Regions from separate parts of the Anser cygnoides genome. Here region 1 is linked to region 2. Evidence: chromatin contacts called from public Hi-C data. All regions are on one chromosome and are shown on one strand. Each heading gives the region's core, a stretch centred on a gene start, on an enhancer-like site or on the middle of the called end of the contact. The rest is flanking DNA. Distances are from core to core; before and after follow the strand shown. Region 1 holds the start of SMAD7 (SMAD family member 7). Region 2 has its middle 39 kb from the start of SMAD7.

Region 1 (6,540 bases), core at 105-2,604, 40 kb before region 2:
TCCCCAATTTTTGTTTTAGAGGCCAGCAAATGATGTCCTTCCCCTCCACAAGATTTTATTATTATTTATCATAAAAGTGAGTAGATTTTAGGCCTGGGTAGGTATAATTTTGTTACCATTTAGTAAGGCTGCCCCCAAATCCAGACCCTTTCTAACTAGTTCAGATCCAGATTCCGCAAATGCCACGAGCAGTTGCAGGCCCCCTCGGAGTCTCACTGGCCTTCTGGGGCAGGACCGGGCTCTACAATTATCCCCGTGCTCCTGCGTGCGCCAAAGGCAGGCATCCAGCAGCGGCAGCCCTGGGAATACCCTGCCTGCACGGCGTGCGGAGCTTCTGCGTCCCCTGCGCTTGATGTCTGTTGTCTTGTTTGGTTGGGCGCAATTGTTTTAGAATTGGATTTGCTTACAGCAGCCATGATTTAAGAGTCTCGGCTCCTACTTCCAGTGCGGTAACTGACTTACTGCGCGACCTGAAGCAACTCATCCACCAGCGCTTATTACACGAAAAGGGAGCTCCTCGTGCGTGGGGCTGGGGGCTCGTGGTGTGGGGCACTGCGAGGCCCGGCCGGGCTCCCCAGCTCCCTTCCAGCAGGGCAGGGTGGTGCGAGCCTCGCAGCCTCTTGGTGTCTCAGTTTCCCCATCCTGGGCAGGTTCCTGCAGGCAGAATTAGGACGGGGGCTCTGTGGAGTACCCCTGGCTGCCAGAAATGAGTCCTGCAAGCCATCCCGGCGGCAGGAATAATCAGCGTGCTACGTGCTATTAATTCCTGCCCCTCATTTTGTGGGAACTGGAACATACTCACCCACTACGGAATACTTTCCCTTCCTCTGGCGACAGGTGCTGTAAAAGTGCAAAGTATTATTAGCATTATTGCTTTTCGTGCTGTGCCCCCTTCCGATGCCCAGGATCATAGATGTAAATATATATATATATATATATTTTTTTATGGCTTGCTTTTCATGCTCCAACGTTTACAGTGTCTGGAGCACACCCAGCCTTCAGGGGCTCCCCCAGGCTGTGTGCCGACGGGGGGCTGCTGCAGGGCGACCCCTCGGGGACCCCCAATTTCCCTATGCAGGGAGGGGGGCTGCATCATCCTAGAGGCACAGAAGCGGCGGGGGGGGGCGCGACACAGCCACAACCTTTCGGCAACCCGAGCCGCCGCTTGCGCAAGGCGGTCGGAGATAAATATATATATATATATATAAATATATAATTTTTTTTTTTTTTTCCTCTCCCGGAGCGACACGGTGTCTAGACGCCCACGTGATGGGGCCGGGGCCGGGCCGGGCCGGGCCGGGGCCGTGCCGCTGCGCACTGCGAAGGCGCCGGAGGGGGGGGCACCGGGGGGGCGGGCGCGGCCGAGCGCGCAGGCACCGCCGCTCCCGGCTCCGCTCCGCCGCGCCCGGCTCCGCGCCGCCGGGGCTCCCCCGCAGCAAGGGAAGACGGAGGCGCTGGTGCGGGGAGGGCGCCTCTTTGCAGCCAGCGGAGGGAAGAGGAAAAAAAGGAGGAAAAAAAAGAAACAAAAAAAAAAAAAAAAAAAAGAAGCAGGAGGAGGAGGAGAAGGAGGAGGGGAAGGAAGGAAGGAAGGAGGAGAGAGGAGGAAAAAAAAAAAGAATAATAATAATAATAATAAAAAGAAAGAGCCAGACGCGCCGGCAGCACGGAGAGGGTCCCCATGTAAGCACGGCGCCGGGGGAGGCGGCGGGTGGCAGCGGCCCCCCCGGTGCCCGCGGAGCAGCGCGGAGGGGAGCGGAGCGGAGCGGGGGGCGGGCAGCGCCGCCCGGCTCTCGCCGCCGGCAGCACGCTGCTGGGGAAGGAGGGACACAGCCCCACTTTTTTTTTTTTTTTTTCTTCTTCTTTCTTTCTTTTCGTAGCAGCCGGATCAAGACTCTGTGTGTGCGTGTGGATTAAAGCCTTTGGGAAGAAGGAGGAAAACCCCAAACCCCGCATCAGGACGACCTGGGCTTTCAAAAGGGATACAACACTCTGGATGCGCTTATTCTTCTCTTTTGTGACAGATGCTTAAATCGATTCCGACGGCCGAATCTTAGGGTCGGTGGTTGTTTTTTTTTGTTGTTGTTGTTAATTTTTATTTTTCCTTTTTTTTTTTCTTTTTTTTTTGATCTCCACCGTTTGGGCTCGCTGTTTTCTTTTTAATTCCTTCGTTCTGCCCCGCGTCGCATCCCCGCCGCCCCCCTCCCTTCCCAAACTGGCGGCTTGATGGGAGCCGCGGCCCCGGGGAGGCCGAGGATCCCCCGCGGCTCCAGGCGCGCTCCGCAGCCGCGCAGGGCTGCGCGGCGCCGGCCAGCCCAGCCCGCCTCCCCCCGCGCGATGCGCCGCGGCGCCGCGCTCTAGGCGGCATTTTCGCCCTCTTTCCTTTTTTCTCCGGGGGGCGAAGCGAGACAGAGAGGCGGCTCCCCCCTCCCCTGGTTCCCTCGCTCTTCCTCCGCTTATTGCCCCCTTTTCCTCGCACCCTTCGCGGCGGGCGGCGGAGGAAGCCAGCGCGGAGCCTGGCGCATGCCACAGCCCTCCTCGGCCCCGCCGCCGCCGCTTTCCCCCCGCCGCGACCCGGCTGCCGGCCCCTTCATGCGCGGCGGCCGACATGCCCGTTTTGTAGCCGGGGGCCCCTCCTCTCGTCCCGCATGTTCAGGACCAAACGCTCGCTGCTCGTCCGGCGGCTCTGGCGGAGCCGTGCCCCCGGCGGCGAGGAGGAGGCGGGCGAGCCCGGCGGGGCGGCCGAGGGCCGGGCGCATGCCGGCGGCGGGGGGCGCGGGTGCTGCCCCGGCAAAGCGGGCAGGGGCGGCCGGGCGGCCGCGGAGGCGGAATTGAAGGCGCTGACCCACGCCGTGCTGAAGCGGCTGAAGGAGCGGCAGCTGGAGGGGCTGCTGCACGCCGTGGAGTCCCGCGGAGGGGCGCGCACCCCCTGCCTGCTGCTGCCCGCCAAGGGCGACTCGCGGCTGGGCCAGCACTGGTACCCGCTGCCCGTGCTGCTCTGCAAGGTGTTCCGCTGGCCCGACCTCCGGCACTGCTCCGAAGTCAAGAGGTTGTGCTGCTGCGAGTCGTACGGCAAGGCGCACCCCGAGCTCGTCTGCTGCAACCCGCACCACCTCAGCCGGCTCTGCGAGCTAGGTGCGGGACGGGATGGGGTGGGATGGGGATGGGGATGGGGATGGGGGTGAGGGTGGGATGGGGATTGGATGGGGATGGGGATGGGGATTGGGATGGAGAAGGGGATTGGGATGGAGAAGGGGGTTGGGATGGAGAAGGGGATTGGGATGGAGAAGGGGGTTGGGATGGGGATGGGGTTGGGGATGGAGACACGGGTGGGGATTGGGATGGGGTAGGGAATGGGGTCAAGGATGGGGATCGGTATAGGAATAGTATGGGGGACAGGGCGTAGGGATAGGGTAGGAATAGGGATGGGGATTGGGTTGGGGACGGGGATGTGGACAACGATGCAGCCACACGCCCTCCCTGCCCGAACACCCCCCCTTAAAAAACAAAACAAAACAAAACACACACACACAACTAACTGGGCAACGCGGCATTTTATTTTTCTTTCTTTCTTTTTTTTTTTTTTTCCGGATTTGGGGAGGGGGCGGGACCCCCCCCCCCCGGCGCTGCCTGCCCGCCGCCCCGCGCGGTGCCGGGGGATTAGGGGCCGCCTGGCGCAGCCGGCCGGCCCCAGCGCTGCCGCGGCTCCGGCGAGCCAAGGAGGCCCCGATCAGACAGCCCGAGCGGCAGATAGCAGGGAGACTGGCGCCAGACGGCCCCTTTTGTTTATCTGACAGCTAAATATCAAGGCAATCACCGCCTCGCTGCCCTGCCTCCAACCCCCAGAGCTAAGACAAACAGTTTTGCTAAAAGAATGCCACTGTTATCATAAGTTCCTATCTTTTTTTTTTTTTTTCTTTCTCATGGCTCTGCCTTTATTTTCTCTGTACTTTTCTAATTCCAGAGTCTCCCCCTCCACCCTACTCCAGATATCCAATGGATTTTCTCAAACCAACGGGTAAGTGGACCTTTTTAAATGCAGGCTGCTGCCTTCAGATAAAAAGGGAGAACAGCCCTTTCTCAGGGAAAATGTCTTTGTTACACTGATGCATTTCGCTTTTGGGCTGCTTGGGTGCCGGGGCGCCTTCCGATCCCCCCCCCCCCGGAAGAATCGAGGTGTAATCTGTCTAAGAGAGGCGTTGCACAAAGTCTGATTTTACAACTCTGCCAGGAAACTCGAGGAGGGATCGTGGTGCAGCTCAGGCCCTGGGGCTGGCCTCTGGAGCGAGTGTTTTGGGAAGGCTGTGCCGGGAAAAACGCGAGGCTGGGGCTGCTGCCGGCTTCTCCTGGTCAGCAGCCCCACGGGTGTCGTGCCCGGCCACGGGGGGTTCATGCTGGTAATAATGGCAGTTGTGCAGCTCGCTCCTGCGCCTGCCTGGGTTTTGTAGGAATTTGGGAAACAGTGCAGCTCCGGCAAGCAGCTCCTTGACGGCTGGGAGCCCAAATGAGACCTGACAACTGGGCTTGGCGGAAATCTTGCTGTGTTTTAAGGGAGCCTAATCCCATGTTGTCAGGCTGAGGAAATTAGGAAGGGGGGGGGGGGGGGCGGGTGTGCGTGTCAAAAAGTGAGTATTTTCTTTTAGCACCGTTTTTTATGCCTGTTGCTTGTAACTGAATGTCAGGGTGCCAGGGGAGAAGCCCATTTGAGGCTGGCACCAGCTCTTTTGCGGTTGTCTGCATAAACTCTCGGCTGGCAGCGAGCTCGCCGGTGTTAGATAAATAGGGCTGGCACAAGGCAGGAGGAGAGGTGGGGAGAGTCGGAAGCGGGGTGAAGCCGGGCAGGGGCAGCTGCTGTCTCCCCGGGGATTAGCGGATCTGGAGCGCGGTGTCTTTGGGACGGTGCCCCCCCTGTCACGCTGGGCAGCCGGGGGACGGCAGGGCAGGGAGTCCAAGATAGATGTGTTTCTGCAGACCGGCTCTGGGTCTCCTTTTTTTTTTTTTTCTTTCTGCCAGAAGAGCAGTTTTCCTAAAATTGCTGCTCTGCAGTTTCTCGGGACTGGCTGCCGCTGGAGTCTGGACGAGTCCCATGGGACTGCCTCGGTGGAGTCAGTCTTTTCAGGCTGCCCGCAGTCGGTTCTTAAAAAAGGAAGGAAAGGAGGAACCCTAAACCTGGGGTGCCTGCTGATGTCTGGGGTACCATGGTAGGGTCCCATCTTGCCCAGCGCTCCGTTGGAGCACAGCGAGGCAGGACGTTGTAACGCTGTGGGCTTTTCCCCTCTGCAAGCTCTTAGAAACAATAACAAGCCTCTCCATGCCATGTGGAAATAAGCAATGCTGTTTAGCAAATAATTGGGTTGCAAAGCATGAAATATTTTGCCTCAGCATGAAAAAACACGAGATAAAGGCTGATGAATGAACGAGGGCATCGGGAGGAGGCTGAGCATCCCGAGCATGTGCTGCTCGCTGCTGGGTTGCGGAAGGGTTGTGCCGTGACATGCTGAGGGTCTCAAAGATTGGTGGGTTTGGGCAAAATTGTCATTATTTCACCTGCATGGTGGCTGGACAATAGGGTGCTCGCCCCAAAGCATGCGGTGTTTAGATTTCTTCCTTCGTTGCCCTTGTTTCTCTCCAGCAATGATCCCGGCATGGGACGCACGCTGCTCTGCAGAGGGCTTGGAGGATGCCTGCCCTTACGGAGCTGCAGGAGAGAAGGGTTAACGACTGCCTTCAGCTTCCTGTAAAGATGTTAGGATAAATCTATTAGCAGGGTTTAAACATCCAATCTGCCTTTGCCAGGACCTCATTTTCAGTTAGTCGAGTGATATATTTATTCATTAGCAAGTGTTGACATAAGGTAGCAAAATGTGTGTAAACAGAAAAGCCGCAGAACATGAATGTGCCATTTCGAAAGGAAAAGTTATTCGGATCAGCCAATAGGAAGTGATTAACGCTGCCAATCGGAAACGCAGAAACAACTGGGTTACTCACCAAAAAGTGCTCCTTTTTTTCCCTTTTGAAAGACAAATCCATTTGGCGGTTGAACTCTGACTACCAGGGCGCGCGGGGCCATGGCAGGCACCGCTGGAGCCTCTCGGTCTGTCGGCGCAGGTGGCTTGCACGAGCTCAGGCTTTCCGGGCGCTTCCTCTGCAGCTTGTGCCGAGTGTTCCAGTTCCAAGCATCCCTGCCATCCCTGCGGCCCGGCGGGCAGTGCTGTGTGCTCAGCGTTTCCCACCTGTACGTTCAGCAGTGCTGGCCGGGGCTGGGAGGGATGGTAGCAGGCGGTGGGACGGCGCAAAGCCCTTCTCCTGCCCGATGCATGTGTCTTTGGCTGCTGGTCCACCCCAGGGACCTTGGGTAGGAGCAGTGCCTCTGCTTAACTTGGGCAGCTTAGGAAAGCGACAGTGCCAATGGAGCTGGGGACGTGCACCCAGTAGGAAACTTGCATTTTTCCATCAAAGGGGGTAGTGGTAATAAAAATACTTAGGTGCCTAGCGCTGTGTCTTATTAGTGCTTCATGTGAACAGCTGTACCTGCACCAGCAC
Region 2 (5,707 bases), core at 2,214-4,713:
CTTCCCAGTCTATGTACACAGCTCTGTGCTGGAGACGAAGGCTGCCCATTTTCCCGGAGGATAACGCACCGCGGGAAGGATGCCTTCCCAAGGCACATGAGTGCCCCACTGCTGCTGCTTGGTGAGACCGCCACGCCAGGAGACTCAAAGAGGGCACGGCACCCTCGGCTCCACGCGGCGGGGAGGCGAAATGCCCTTCCAGTTCAGGCATGCCTCCGAGATCGCTGAAAACCACTTCTTATTAATCTGTGATAGAAACCGTAATTATGTCATCGCTCCGAACAACCCCATCGACAAGCCCAGGCACGGGGAGCGCCTGAGCAGACGAGGCCGGCGCGCTGCGTGCCGCGCACAGCCCGGCCTGGCCCTTCCCTCCTGCTCCTGTGGTCGGTGTTATTTGGGCTGCAGGAACCCGCTCTGGTCCCTGCTGCCCTTTCTGATGGGGCCAAACGTCCGCCAGGGTCCTGGGGTGTGCAGCTGCTGGAGGGAGGCTGATGGGGTCCCGTGGCACCAAGCATGGTGCGCGGCCGCTGTCCCCGCACCGCTGCTGCCGGCGGCCCGGTGGCCCGGTGGCCATCCCATCTCTCTCCCCCCTGCCCTCGCCAGGTTCAGCTTGCTCCATTCCGTGCCTGAATTGCAAAAAAGGAACTCGTATCCCTTTGCATATTCAAGTCTCAGCTGCTTCTGCAAGGTGCTTAATGCAGACAGCAGACCCTGGGAGCACCTGGTGTGTCTGCAGGGGACGTCTGGGTCCCAAAAGGACTGGGGTTTCTGATACTGCTGGCGCCCCACCTCCCTAAACACCACCTCATGTGGCCCTACACCATGCACAGCCCCAGGGGCTGGTGCAGGACCCACAGCACGCGTGGGGCATCTCCCACCACGGGATGCTGGGGTCCTTCCTCCACCCCCGACCTGACGATCTCCCAGAACATGTTCCTGCCCAGAGCTCTTCTTTCCTCAGGAGCTTCCACTCCTTCAGGTGCCCTCTTCCCCCCGGGGAAGCCAATCCCTCTACCCTAGCCTCTGCTCCGTGAAATGTGGGATGCTGGTTTCAGCTTTCATTGTTCTCAGATGTTTTTGGACCTTATTAAATAACATTGCAAATGCTGATGTTAATTAAAATTCCTCCAAACCGCTCCCTGCTCACCCTCGTCTCGTAGCCCCTCCTTAAAACCTCATTCATTTTTGAGACCTTCCCAAGCTGAGGCTCTCCAGACCCAGCTTTGTTTGTGGGGTTTCTCCGTGCCACGCGCCTCCTCCGTAAAGAGCTCCGAAACGCGAAGAGCTCTCTGCACACCAAGGCTTCTTCTTCCTCACCATCTCGCTATCATCCTGTCTGTCCTTGGAGCGCAAGCCTGAGGAACATGAAAAGGATTTAGACAGGATTTATCTCACTTATACTGGTCTTTATCTGTGGCAGGAATGTCAGAGCCCGCGCTATCGGTGGGCATAGAGCAGCTCACAAAAACAATTCTTTGCCCTCCGTGCCCAGGGTTGTTCCTGCGCACGTCTCTTTGACAGACATTTGAGGAACTCGGCTCCCATCTGTTCTGCACGGACGTCAAATAGCTGGAATAATGTCTGTAAAATCCCCGTCTTTTTTTAGTTAGTAATCTCTATCTCGTGTTTTTGCCCGCTGCATGTGCGGCATCTGTGTCCTTCGGAGATCTGTTAGCCTTGCTGCCGGAGCAGAACGCTGCCCTGCAGGATGATGGGCATGCAGACAAGGAAGAAAAATGTCCTCAAAATCAAAATTCAACCCGATGAAGGAAGAAAAATGAACCAATACTAGAAAATGGGATTGGAAGAGAGCACCAAAAATCAGCAAGTCCACCCCTAAACCAAAGGGCAATTCAGCTGTCTTTAAAAAAACCCCTGGTGACAGGCATTTTTCCAACCTCTTCTTGAAAATCTCATGTGAAACTATTTTTTTTCAGACAATTTTTCCAAGCCTTAATTATCCCCTGCACTGGCAAGTTGCCCTCTGTCACCCAGGCTGCATCTTCCTTCCTGCAGCCGAAGCCTCTGACTTCTTGGTCCTTCCTTTGTGATTATGAAGGGTTTATTTCCTTTCTCTTGGTGGCTACATTTTAGGATTTACTGTGTTCCCTCTCTGTTTTTTTTCTTCTCTAGACTAAACAACCCCAGGTCCTTCAAACTCTGGGATATCTTTTAATTTTCTGAGCACTTTACAAATTGTCTTCCAGACTTCCTCTATTACTAGTTCACCACCTTTATTACTAAATCATTATCTGTCATTTATTACATATTACTTACGGGGGTCAGTGTTATTCAATACATCTTAAATTCCTATTATTATTGCAGAATTACTGCTACAGAACGTAGCAGCTGTTGCCCAGCTATCCGCCCGCTCTGTATGGCTTTGCAGAGGTAGGGGTGGTTGTGCTAAGGGCAAACAGCCACAGGACCGCGGGGAGCCCTGGGATCTTTGTGGCAGAGCAGCAAGTCGCTGTGCGCGCACTGCATGCCTGATAAAAACGTTTTGAGGGCAAAAAGGGATTTTGAAACTTGTTTGTTTGTTTGTTTCCTGCTTGAAAGGTGCGTCTGCAGTGGAGATGTCTGCCTGGTTTTCCGTCAGAGCTCCATTTCCTCCCCTGTGGATTTTACTTCGGGCCATTTGATACGCACTGAAGTACAGCTATCCACATCTTCACCAGCATTTTTGGTGGCATCCGCTCCACCTACGTCGGTGACCCCAAACCCAGCTGTTTCCAGCCCACTGCCATATCCGCTGCCCACCACTAAGGCCAGGGCGTGCTGCTTGCCACTGCCCCATAAAATCACCTTTGGCACAAACCTTTGGCAGCTCTGCAGTCCCGTTCCCAGACCAGCCGCTGCTCTGGGACCCTGTTCTGCACCCAGCTCTGCTCGCAGCGCAGGCAGGATCTGGGTGCGGGGGCCCCTCAGCCACCAAAAAACAAGCAAATAAATCCAGGATTTCCCTGGCAGAGGGGAAAGGGGGGGATCTGGGTGAGCAGGCAGGCAGTGGGATGTGGGCAGGAATTCCCTGTGGGATGCAGGTGGCTGTGCCGACCCCACACCACAATCCCTCCTCCACATCTGCACGGGGGCTTCTGGCCCTGCCGGGGGGGCAGCCGCCGTCTTATCTCCTTCCTCCACCTTATCTGCTTCCAGGAGGAATCAGGGTGGGATTGCATGTCTCAGGAGCGGGGCTGGGCGGCTCAAAATGGAGCAGGGGCTCCCTGGGGGCTCCCAGCCTGCCCACAAAGCCGCCCGGGAAGCAGCTCCGCGATCCCACCCGGCACCTCGCAGGCGAAACAAAGCAGCGAGGGACACGAGGACCTGGGATGACCCCGCCGGGCAATGCCTGCAAGCTGCAGCTCCTGGGAGGGGGAGCAGCATGAGAAAGTGGGTCAGGGCTGGAAAAGGGAGCGAGGGACCCGTCCCACGCCACCCCGAGGCTGCAGGGCGAGGTGGCCGCCCGTGGGTGGGCGATGCAGGCACGGGGCGTCGAGGCACACGGGGTGGGCTCTGCGGGGGCAAACCCGACACCAGCCACCCTCGCCCCGCGCACCAGCGGTCCCACACCGCAGCGTTGCGAATCGCTCCCCCGGTGAGCCCCGGGGCTGACGTGGGGCTGGGGTTTGTCACGCAGAGGGTGGCAGCAGGGGACGGAGGCCACCGGCTGTCCTCCGGGGACCCCGGCCGAGCGCCCTGCGGCGGTGCCCGGCCGTCTGGGCTCCCTTCCAGCCGCGTCATGGGACTCCCAGCAAATCCCCCGGGGCAATCCGATCCGCGGGGCGCCGGCACCTATCGCCCTGGCACCGCGGGTTTTCCACGGTTCGAGGAGCCAAAGTTCATTGATAACGGGGGCCGGCACCTGGGGCGCGCCGTGGGGTTGTGCCACCAGCCCTCGCGGGACGGCACGGGGCGGCCGGAGAGGTGGGGCAGAGACACGGCGCTGGGGGCATGAGGGCACCCTGCATCCCCTGCATAAAATACTGTCCTGCCGCCGCAACGGGTCAGGAAAAAGAAATAACCCTCATGACACATCCTATGGAAATGAAAGAGGTTATACGGCTGCTCGTGGATGCTAGCAGTTTTTGTTTCACGCAGCAGTCAGACTTGATGATGAAACTCTGTCTGAAGCCTCACGGAGACAAATTACACGTTTCCCAGTAGTCCTTGAATGGCTATCAAATGTGTCATAGTTAGGAGCCGGCCTAGAGGGACTTTTTCTCCAGTAGCTCCCGTTCCAGGAAATGAGTCTGCCCCGTGCATTCCCTAAATTTGTCAGTGATCTTGGAGGCATCTTTGTTAAAATTAGAGCGCTTTGCTAAGGTTTCTAACAACTCTTGAGTAAGCGAGGAGGTGAAGCAGCCAGGCGGTGAAGCCTCACGTCCGGTCCCAGAAGAGAAGACCGGCTGGGTGGGAAGTGCCGGGAGCAATCCCATTGCACCGGGGGCAATGCCTCGCTGGCCAGCCCTCCGACGGGGCTGGCAGGGAAACCCCCACCTGCAGCACGAGGTATTCGAGCACTGCGCGGTGTGCTATCCACCATAAAAACCACCAAAACCTCTCCGCTTTTCCCCTTTGTCCTCCCTGGGCTGGGCCAGATGCAGGCTGAGCTTGGGGCGGGATGGGGAAGGGCTGGGAAGCCGCAGAGCAGATGTCCAACGCGAAATAAATGTGTGTTCGAGCCACCACATCACCATCCCAGGCTGGCCTGGAGATGGCTTCACGGATGTGGCACATCAGCGCTCATTGTATTAGGTTTGCTTTTGGATTTGAAGGCACAGGGAGGTGGGCTGCTTGTCTTTCGTGCGTTGAAAGAGAGAAGGGGGCCAGGGAGATGCGTGGCTGAGGTGCTGCAGGGCTGCTCTCTCCGGGGCTCTGAGGTCTGGTCGAGTGCCACTGGATGGAAACGCTGCGAGGAGAGCTTCTCCCATGACCCTCCAGCATTTCCCTGCGGATGAGGCTGCCAACGCCAGCAAACTCACAGAAAGAAGTTAAAAAAATCCAGTGCCCCCCCCCCCCGCCCTCCGCCCTTGCCTCTCTCCCCATGAACTCCTTTGACCTTGGAAAAACCAAAGCAAAACAGGGCCGGGTTCAGACTCAGTTCACGTTGTAGATAAAGTTCAGCCTACTTCTAATTCTGTCCCGGCGGTTCCCACCAGAAAGCAGGCTCCGGCGCGGCGCCGTGCGGGACAGAGAGTCCTGGGGCTGGCTCCCCTCCGCCAGCACCCCCTGTCCCCAAAACCCCACCACCAGACAGGGCGCCCAGAGGGGACAGCGAGCATCCCGGCCACCCACGGGAGCATCTCCTTCGTGTGGGGCTGATTGTCCCCTGCTGTGTCCAGCAGGGCCACCCTGGGCTGTGCCAGGTCTCCAGGAGACACCTCGGTCAGATGTGCCCTCACCCAGCCTCCCTGGTTTTATTTTTATTTTTTTTTTTCTTTGCTCCATTTGGTCCAGCACCGTGGGGACAAATAGGTGGAGAGGAGGGGACGCAAACCCAGCACGCCCCAGGCAAGGTGTTTGCACCAGCAGCAAGCATTAAAATGGGAGAAAGCTCTTGTGCAGGGTGCTAGATCGGAAATATGGGGACCAGGGATGGTTGCTTGTCCCCCCAAAAGAGCATGGGTGAAAAGAGACTAGCACAGGGCAGCTCGTGGTCCCCGAGATGTCCTTGGCTGGCAAAAGGGACAGCAGGAGCTGTGGT

What was found. A called contact is a pair of places that touch in the nucleus more often than the background predicts.
Region 1: a contact with region 2 is called in a Hi-C map of liver, with 13 times the contacts expected there. The contact joins the promoter of SMAD7 here to the enhancer-like site in region 2. A contact is called at or near these places in 2 of 7 Hi-C or Micro-C datasets (both in liver).

The regions. Positions count from the first base shown.
Region 1 is chrZ:59,444,840-59,451,379 of Taihu_goose_T2T_genome, reverse strand. SMAD7 (SMAD family member 7) reads left to right here and starts at 1,354. Exons shown (of 4, transcript XM_066988836.1): 1 at 1,354-1,680; 2 at 1,878-3,132; 3 at 3,962-4,015. The coding sequence starts at 2,646.
Region 2 is chrZ:59,408,082-59,413,788 of Taihu_goose_T2T_genome, reverse strand. No RefSeq gene overlaps it. Among named protein-coding and RNA genes, the nearest start is that of SMAD7, 39 kb to the left of the region's middle. Within about 2 kb of position 3,463, at least 1 of the 3 cell types and tissues checked has open chromatin away from gene starts, as enhancers often do. A contact at or near this core is called in liver, where this site is marked.